3 separate regions of the Mus musculus genome follow, and regions 1 and 3 are each linked to region 2. A link is a contact called in public promoter capture Hi-C data. All regions are on one chromosome and are shown on one strand. Each heading gives the region's core, a stretch centred on a gene start, on an enhancer-like site or on the middle of the called end of the contact. The rest is flanking DNA. Distances are from core to core; before and after follow the strand shown.

What was found. Promoter capture Hi-C pulls out the DNA fragments that hold promoters and counts their contacts.
Region 1: a promoter capture Hi-C map of liver shows a contact between it and region 2, with 2.5 times the contacts expected there. The contact joins the enhancer-like site here to the promoter of Inpp5b in region 2. A contact is called at or near these places in 4 of 39 promoter capture datasets (the 3T3-L1 cell line, hippocampal neurons and liver).
Region 3: a contact with region 2 is called in a promoter capture Hi-C map of pre-B cells. The contact joins the promoter of Ndufs5 here to the promoter of Inpp5b in region 2. A contact is called at or near these places in 4 of 39 promoter capture datasets (the 3T3-L1 cell line, hippocampal neurons, liver and 1 more).

Annotation. Positions count from the first base shown.
Region 1 is chr4:123,526,415-123,529,114 of GRCm38.p6, reverse strand. The region is part of intron 5 of Macf1 (microtubule-actin crosslinking factor 1); the gene reads left to right. Among named protein-coding and RNA genes, the nearest start is that of Gm31156, 24 kb to the left of the region's middle. Within about 2 kb of position 1,329, at least 116 of the 459 cell types and tissues checked have an H3K27ac peak or open chromatin away from gene starts, as enhancers often do. A contact at or near this core is called in hippocampal neurons and liver, where this site is marked.
Region 2 is chr4:124,740,588-124,743,312 of GRCm38.p6, reverse strand. It overlaps Inpp5b (inositol polyphosphate-5-phosphatase B), which reads right to left and starts at 1,463. Exons shown (of 24, transcript NM_008385.4): 1 at 1,397-1,463; 2 at 723-849; 3 at 283-377. The coding sequence starts at 779. Gm12915 (predicted gene 12915) reads left to right here. Exons shown (of 4, transcript NR_151694.1): 3 at 1,392-1,539.
Region 3 is chr4:123,716,861-123,719,560 of GRCm38.p6, reverse strand. Ndufs5 (NADH:ubiquinone oxidoreductase core subunit S5) reads left to right here and starts at 1,375. Exons shown (of 3, transcript NM_001030274.1): 1 at 1,375-1,448.

The DNA.
Region 1 (2,700 bases), core at 80-2,579, 1.2 Mb after region 2:
AACAGAGAAGAAACATGCATACCTCTTTTCTCCCACTCCATTCAGAGAGCCTTCGATTGCATGTGTTAGGCAGTGTGCTGGAAACCTGGTGGAGGAATTCTGCTGGCTGGCAGCGCAGGGTGTGGTCTATGAGCCTTACTTACATCAGTCTGAGTGAAAATCACCTGGGTTTCAGTCCCTCAGCTGCTCTCCCCAGTCAGCAGCAAGTGTTATTTCTTCGTTGCTTGGCTACAGAGTCTAGCTGCTAGTTTAGAACTATGGGAATATCTTCTTGTTTTATGGCAGTGGAGAGCAGATTTTTCTCCCTCTAGTAATTAATGGAGCTGAAATGAAAAGTCTCTCTTTTATTCTATGGGTATTTTCGAGACAGGGTTTCACTCAGTAGTCCAGGCTAGCTTCAGACTTGCTTTGAAATTCTTCCTTTTTAGCCTCCCAGTAGCTGAGATTACACACATCAACCATTTTGTCGTGTTAACATGAAGTCTAAATGGCTTGTGTCTTCCCCGTCCTCAGTTATTTCAACTTGGACAAGTTAATCAGCTTTCTTAAATCTGAGTTTTCTTTACTTAAAAATTGGGCCACACATGGCTGCTGTGAGAATATAACAGAATAATATATATTATCCTGTTACATTATATATATGTTATATATGTGTGTATCTTCACATAGAACTTGTTATATAGCAAGTACTCAAAATACGATAGCTAACTGTGGCAAAGGCAGTACTGATGATTACTATTGAACACTTATGTCAAATACTGTTGTCTGACTTTTATATTGTATTGACAAGTGATCACCTGTCCCTGAGGCTTAACATACTATACTCAAAATCAATTTCCAGGTTTTTCATCAGTGTGTCTGGCCATCCGAATTAGTGGATGTTACTCTTTGGAGCTGGCCATATATGCCACAGGAGGCTGGATTGTTCATACCCCTGTTTCTTTTCTTAATGGAAGGAGTGGGCTCTAATCTTTCTTAGGTTAAAATTTGATTATGTATATCTTGCTTGCTCTTTTCCTTTGGGCGTCTTGGAGCAGTGATTAAAACATATTTCATTTCATAGGTTGGGAGCTTTCATTGCGGCTTCTCTGGTCTTGTCTACCTGGCCCTTCCCTTCCCTTGCTAGTTAGTACCCACTGAGCTGGTTTGCTCTCCCCACCCCCTCTTTGATATTGTTCTCCTCCTCCTCTCTCCGGCTACCTCTCTCTCTTCCTTTCCCCTCCCCTTTCCATTTACTCTTACGTTCTCCCCTCCTCCTCCCTCTCCCTGGTTTCTAGCTCCTTTTTGCGTTCTGTTTGTGTTACTGAGGGCAGTGCTCCAATTACCTCATATTTGGAGAGAGGAAGCGGCAGCCAATCCGGTTTCTGTCTGCTTTTAGGTCAAGTGATTTCTGAACTGCAGTGAGATGCTTTGAAATTTGTCTTGTTGCAGCTCTGAGCCTGTAAGATGGCTGTCTGAATCGAGCGGCTGGAAGAGACAGAGAGAGGCGGGGAGGGAGGGAGAAAGGATTGGAGGGATTGCCGGCATAGTGCATGTTTTTTGGTTTTTGGTTCTTTTGAATGTGCATCGAGTCCGATGAAGCCGACATTGGAATGCCTCTGGGATCCGAGGACTGATTCAACTGCTTTATTTTCTGAGATTGAGAGAGGAAAGAAATGGGAAATTCACTGGGCTGTGTTAAGGAGCCGAAAGAGTCCATAGCTGTTCCTGAGAAGGCTCCCATATCTCCTAAGAAGAGGGTTCGGTTCAAAAGGAAGTGGAGAGGGAAGAAAATCCTTACTCCAGAAGCATCTCACAGGGAGGAAGCTTTGGAAGGCACTGGAGTCATTGAAGAGACTGAAACCCTAACGAAGTTAACAGCGAGGCTCCCAAAGGAGCCCGGAGTGGGAGGGGCAGAGCACCCCCCATCAGACATTTTCCTGCCCGGAGACTCAGCTCCCAACTCAGGGGTGGGCGATCAAGGGATGATTGTGCAGGTAAAGGAGAGCTTCCAAGCAGAGATCCAGACTGCTCACCTTTTGTTGGAGAATGAGTCATCAGTTGTTGGAGGGGCCTGGGATTCCCTGGAAGAGGGTATGACAGTCATTGCTCACCTGCTTGATAACCCAGCAGAAAGGAACTGTGAGAAGTCTGTGAGCCAACTGGTGGAATTTCCGAGGACAGCATCCTGCAGCAGCAGGGCTGTGCTGTTGCCTTTGCAGGGAGAGACTGCAGTGGAGCAGGGAGGCACTCTGCTCAGACATCGACATCGGAGCAGCACTTTGCCTCGGACGGATTACCCCTCTGAAACAGTAGATCAAGACCAACCTTCAGAGGGCTGGAGTGTGGGGGGAAGAACCAAGAGTGTTCCAAGTGCCCCTCCCACAGGTTCTTGGATTGCTAAGTGTTCTGTTGCTTCATCAATACCAAAACAGTCAGGAGACCCTATTCACACAGAGCCTACCCATGTAGGTCTCGTGTCCTGCAAGGGTCCCATAATGCCTGCTTCTCAGAGTGATTTATCTGTCAGTGGCATCACTGTGAGCATTTTGCCATCCTCCTCTGGCTATGGCAGCGATGGGCTGCGCCTGCATGGGATCCGGCCTGAAGATACAGAACCTGAAAAGACCTCCACACCCTTCTCAGAAGAGGATGGTACCCTGTCTTTGGAGGCAAGCCATACTGATCGTGGGGTCTGGAGGAGGTGGATGGTGTATTTGG
Region 2 (2,725 bases), core at 214-2,713:
TAAATGGAGCTATGAAGAACAATTTGCATAGGATTGCAGCATCCGGATTTAAACTCGGGCACTCACACAAACTCAAAATCTGGCCAAGTTTGATATAACTGCCTCTCCTCTAAAAGCTTCCACATCACATCTTGCTGATTATTAAAGGCTTAGAACACGGTGTTCCAGAACACTATCATTGTGTTAATTAGTCTAGGAGACTCAGACAGAATGACTGAAGTCCAGCTGGAGGATACTGAAGAACCACCCATGGCCCACACAGGCAGTCTGAGCCCTACTTACGCATGCTCCTGGGCGTCATTTTCCAGCCGGTACCTCACCAGCCCGAGCAGGCGGCTCTGCCGGCTATCTCCCTTACACAGCACACCTTGGACTGCCTGCTGCTCAGAGTGAAGGGAAACTGAAAGCCAAAGGGCGAAACTCCCCATCCGGCCCACTCCACCACGCTGCCTTTCCCTCTCCCACTGGCAAACGACTTCACCTCTCTGAGTTTTCCTCATCTGCAAAATGGGTATAATAGTCTCCAACTTTGCAGCTGGTTGAGAAAATAGCTACCTATGTAAAGCACCTGGTAGAGAGACCAGAGCCAAGTGAATACTTGGTAAATATTGGTTTACCTTTTCCCATATGGCTTCGAGAGAAATTTTTCCACACCCTCCATCCCACCTCCCAAGGCTGAAGCAGGCACGATCTGGATGGCAACCTACAACTGGGAAGGATATGATGACGCAGTATTCCCCCTCAACCAGGGTCTCCTGGATTGCCACAGACTGGTCCATGCTGAGCTGTCAAACCCTGGGGTAGGGCAGGTGGGAACCTCCCATTCCGTATTAGAGCTGCTTCGGGGGGCTGTGGGGATGAAGAAAGGGGCCTTTGTGGAGGGAAAAGAGAGAGCCTGGTCATCTCTCTTCTCCTTCTGGCCTTCCCCGTCTTTCCTACAATGGGTCTCTCAACGTTTCCAGAAAATGGGTTTCTACCCCTTTGCCCCTTGCTCGGTGTCGCCCCAGATGTTCCCAGTGGAGTTCAGTATGCTCTCTGGTCTCCTTGCTTCTGGGTACAGCTCTGATGCCCTCTTCAGGGAGCAGTTGTGGTCCATCTGGCTCTTCTCTGGGAAAGGTTGGTGGTGTGTCCAAATAGGGGTAGGGAGACAGCCTTCGCCTCAGTCTCAGCTAGGAGGGTCTTATTCTGGAGAAATAACCCAGCCCCGCTGCTCTTTCCTCGGAGCCTGTGGGTGTCCCGTTGCTCCTTGCCCCTCACCCCACCCAACAGGCCCCGTTGCATCAGCAGCAGGTTAGGAGTGTCCATTCTGGCACCCACAGGACAAGGGCCCCAGCAACCAGCTTGCAAGCCCCCTCCCACTCTGCACTTATTTCAGATCCTTGTCATTGCAGCCTACCTCCCGAGCTGTCACCGGTGGGCCTGCAGGACACCTCCGTTCCAGGGCAGATTAAGGACTACATTTCCCAGCGGCCCTGGCGTCACAGGACGGACAGCCAGCCTGCAAGTCCCAGCATGCCCGAGTCGGACATGGACGAGTAGGTGGGTCTCCCCGCCCTTACTCTATTTAAAAATCTAGAATCTACAGTCTGTATTCAAGCATACTCGGGCGTCCCAGTTCTGGAAAGCCTGCGTGAGGAACGCCTTTCTCAGCCCACTAAATCAAAGGGCCAAGGCCCATGTCCAAGGCAGAAGGAAGTGGTCATGTTACCCTAACGGAAAAAATGATGTTAACTTTTATTTTCAAGTTAAGTCCATCCTCAACTCTTCACATGCAGAAAGGGACAGCTTTCTATTATTCTGAAACACTTCCAGATAACTACCGTGCCCTGGCTTCATGTATGTCACCTTCTCCACTTGCCAGGTGGAGAAACGGAGGAACAGAGAGACAAAACTGTTTGACAAAGTCCGTAGCCAATAAGTGCTGGGTGCCCAGAGGGAAGTCCAACTCCAATTCCTGTGTCATTTTCCCGTCTAGGAACTGCTAAATGTTCTTAAGACCTATCTAGCTTTTCTGTCAATGGAACTTGAAATGTGTGGCATCTTTATCTGTGACACAGTAATGACAACCACCAGGCAGCGCGGAGGACTCTTCTTAACAGCGGAGGACGATGTGGCCCTCTTGGCTCTTTATTTCTTTAAAGATCTGTTAGTTTTTAATTTTTTGTGTGTATGTGTGTGTGCTTGCATGAATTTATGTGCACCGTGTGTGTGTGTGTGTGTGTGTGTGTGTGTGTGTGTGTGTGTGTGTGCACGCTCACCTAAGAAGGCCAGAGGTCATCAGATCCTCGGGGCTGGTGACAGGAGGCTGTGAGACACCTGATGTGTGTGGTGGGAACTGGGTCCCAAGAAAGAGCAATATGTTCTCTTAACTAAGGAGACATCTCACCGCAATGCCCAGATAGACAGCCCTGAGCAGGTTTTGTCCTCAAGCCCCTTAGCCACATTCTATTGGCCATTTACCCTGACAGGAACTATTCTCTTCCAGACTCCATTGTTCCCTTCTAGGTAAAGACTATATATAGCTAAACCGGGGATGGTGGCACACTCCTTTAATCCCAGCACTCGGGAGGCAGAGGCAGGCGGATTTCTGAGTTCGAGGCCAGCCTGGTCTACAAAGTGAGTTCCAGGACAGCCAGGGCTATACAGAGAAACCCTGTCTCGGAAAAAAAAAAAAAAAAAAAAAAAAAAAAAGACTATATATAACTCAAGACAGGACAAAAGAAGC
Region 3 (2,700 bases), core at 126-2,625, 1.0 Mb after region 2:
TGGACACAGGCTGAGTGCTCAGAAAACTTTAATTGAACTGAAACCAGTTTCATATGGGACATCCAGCCGATGGAAGGGGGTGAGTGGAGCAAGTTGGAGTGATTGAATGAAATTAATAAATTGTGGACTCTCTTACTAGGGTTTCTATTGCTGTAAAAAGACTTGTGACCATGGCAACCATTTAATTGGGGCTGGCTTACAGTTTCAGAGGTTAGTCCACTATCATCATGGCAGGAAGCATGGCAGCATGCAGGAAGGCATGGTGTTGGAGAAGGAACTGAGATTTCTACATCTTGATCAACAGGCAGCAAAAGGAGACTAATCCACACTAGGCTTGACTTGAGCATAGGAGACCTCAAATCCCTCCCCAAAAGTGACACACTTTCTCCAACAAAGCCACACATACTCTCACAAGGCCACCCTTCCTAATAGTGCCACTGCCTATGAGGCAAGCATTCACACACGTGAATCTATGGGGGCCATTCCTATTGAACCCACCACATGGACTTCGGGAATTTTCTCCAGAAACTGTTCATTCGCAGGCACAGCATCTGTCTTATAGGCCAGGCCAGCCTTGAACTCAAGAGGATACATCCTCCTGTCTCAGCTTTCTGATTGCTTTGGTGCAAATGTCAGCTAATACATCAAAGAACGTTTTCATCATGTCACAGTATAAAGAAGTCCCTATAGTAACTCTATAGCTGTTTGTTTGTAACAAGATCTCACTATGTAGCCTTAGTTGGCCTAGAACTCATAGACATCCACCTGTTTCCGTTTCTTAATTTCTGTGATTTAAAGGCCTGAGCCACCACGTTAGGCACTATTATCTTTCTTTTAAGATTTACTTTATGTGCGAGAGTTTTGTCTTCATGTATGTGCACCATGTGTGTGCTCCTGGTATTGCTGAGGTTAGAAGAACTATGTTGGGTCCCCTGAATCTAGAGTTAAACCGAGGACCTCTCCCAGATCAACAAATGCTCTTAACCTCTGAGCTGTCTCTCCAGCCCGGCTATTATGTTTATTACCAAAAAGGGAAACTGCCACCGTGAAACTGGGAAACAGTCACACAAGTTTTGGGGTCACGGCACACGAGCTTTAATCACCACATTTCCTTGGGGTGAGGGAAGCACTACTCTTTCTCGAGTGTGACCTTGCTCAAGTAGCACAACAATCAACGGTCACGACAGTGCTGAAAGGGAGAACTCACTACCGGGCGCAGTAGTATGGGGAAAGTCGGTTTATCAGCTGTCAGCGTCTGGAGGCTGGGCTGCTTGCTGCGCAGGCGCAGACCCGCTGTGCTTGGTTTCTACAGTTCCTCGGCCGGTGGTTGATTTACGGCGTCGCTCTGGAGATGTCGTGCTGCGGGCGTCCTTTACGGCAGGCGTCTGCGTCCTCCCGCAGCCGGCGGTCGGGAATTGCACCAGGGACCTGACAAGGGCACTGCAGAGGTGCGGTAGGCGCTGCTGTGTCCGCACAGCCAAGAAGTTTCGTTCAGGATTAGCTCCTTGACACATTTCCTCTCTCTGTGGGTGGCCCAGGTCTGGGCGTGTCCTCCTGCCTTCCCTTCACCCCGTAACTAGGTCGTCACCCCCACCCCCGGCCCTCCGGAGCAAATCCACCGTCTGCCGGACTCCTGCCTTGGCCTCCTTCCTACCCTGACATCCCGCTCCTTTTTGTTTTTGTTTTGAGACAGGGTTTCTCTGTGTAGGCTGGAATTCACTCTGTAGACCAAGCTGGCCTTGAACTCACAGAGAAGCATCTGCCTCTGTCTTCCAAGTGTTGAGATTAAAGGCGTGCACCACATCCTGATTTTGGTCCCCAGAGCCCTCTACTTTCTTCCTGTTGTGCACTTGGCTCAGCAGCCGCTCCAGAGCCTCTGTCCGTCCTCATTGTCATAACTTCTGTTGTCTATGTTTGTGTGTGTGTGTGTGTGTGTGTGTGTGTGTGTGTGTGTGTGTGTGAGAGAGAGAGAGAGAGAGAGAGAGAGAGAGAGAGAGAGAGAGAGCGAGAGAGAGAGCGATGTAGATCCTCCTCTGGGACTTTTTCTATTCTCCCAATGGCTTCCTCCCCCGAATTCTTACTCAGGTTCCCAGTGTGGGTCTCCAGTGCTTATGATGAGCCGTTTCCCCCATTTGCCTCTGACATACACAGTAAATGACTAAAAGAATGGGAGGGAGCTTTATAAATTAAATTCACCTAAATGTCCGCGTACAGGATGGTTTTGATGTGGGTGCTGCGCTTGCTTTCCATTCTTAAGCACATTTGTCGTTTGGGATTATTTTGTTCTATGTCAACTTTACTATGTATTTTCCATATGTTCTTTTTGCTTAATGTATGTCATATTCTACTGAGCACCAGAATCTATCCACTGCTTTATAGTTGTACGTGTAAGTTGTTTGAGATTTCCTGATTTTTTTTATTTTTTTACAAAATTTTAATTTGACTTGTTCATTTATTTTTAGCAGTTAACTAGCATCTGCTCGATTTTGCTCTCAAAACAAAAGCAGTAGGAAAAACATAGAAGTAAATAGACTGTTACAGTAATGGACGAAGTACTTTTGGGGGGGGGGGTTCGAGACAGGGTTTCTCTGTGTAGCCCTGGCTGTCCTGGAACTCACTTTGTAGACCAGGCTGGCCTCGAACTCAGAGATCTGCCTGCCTCTGTCTCCCAAGTGCTGGGATTAAAGTCATGTGCCACAA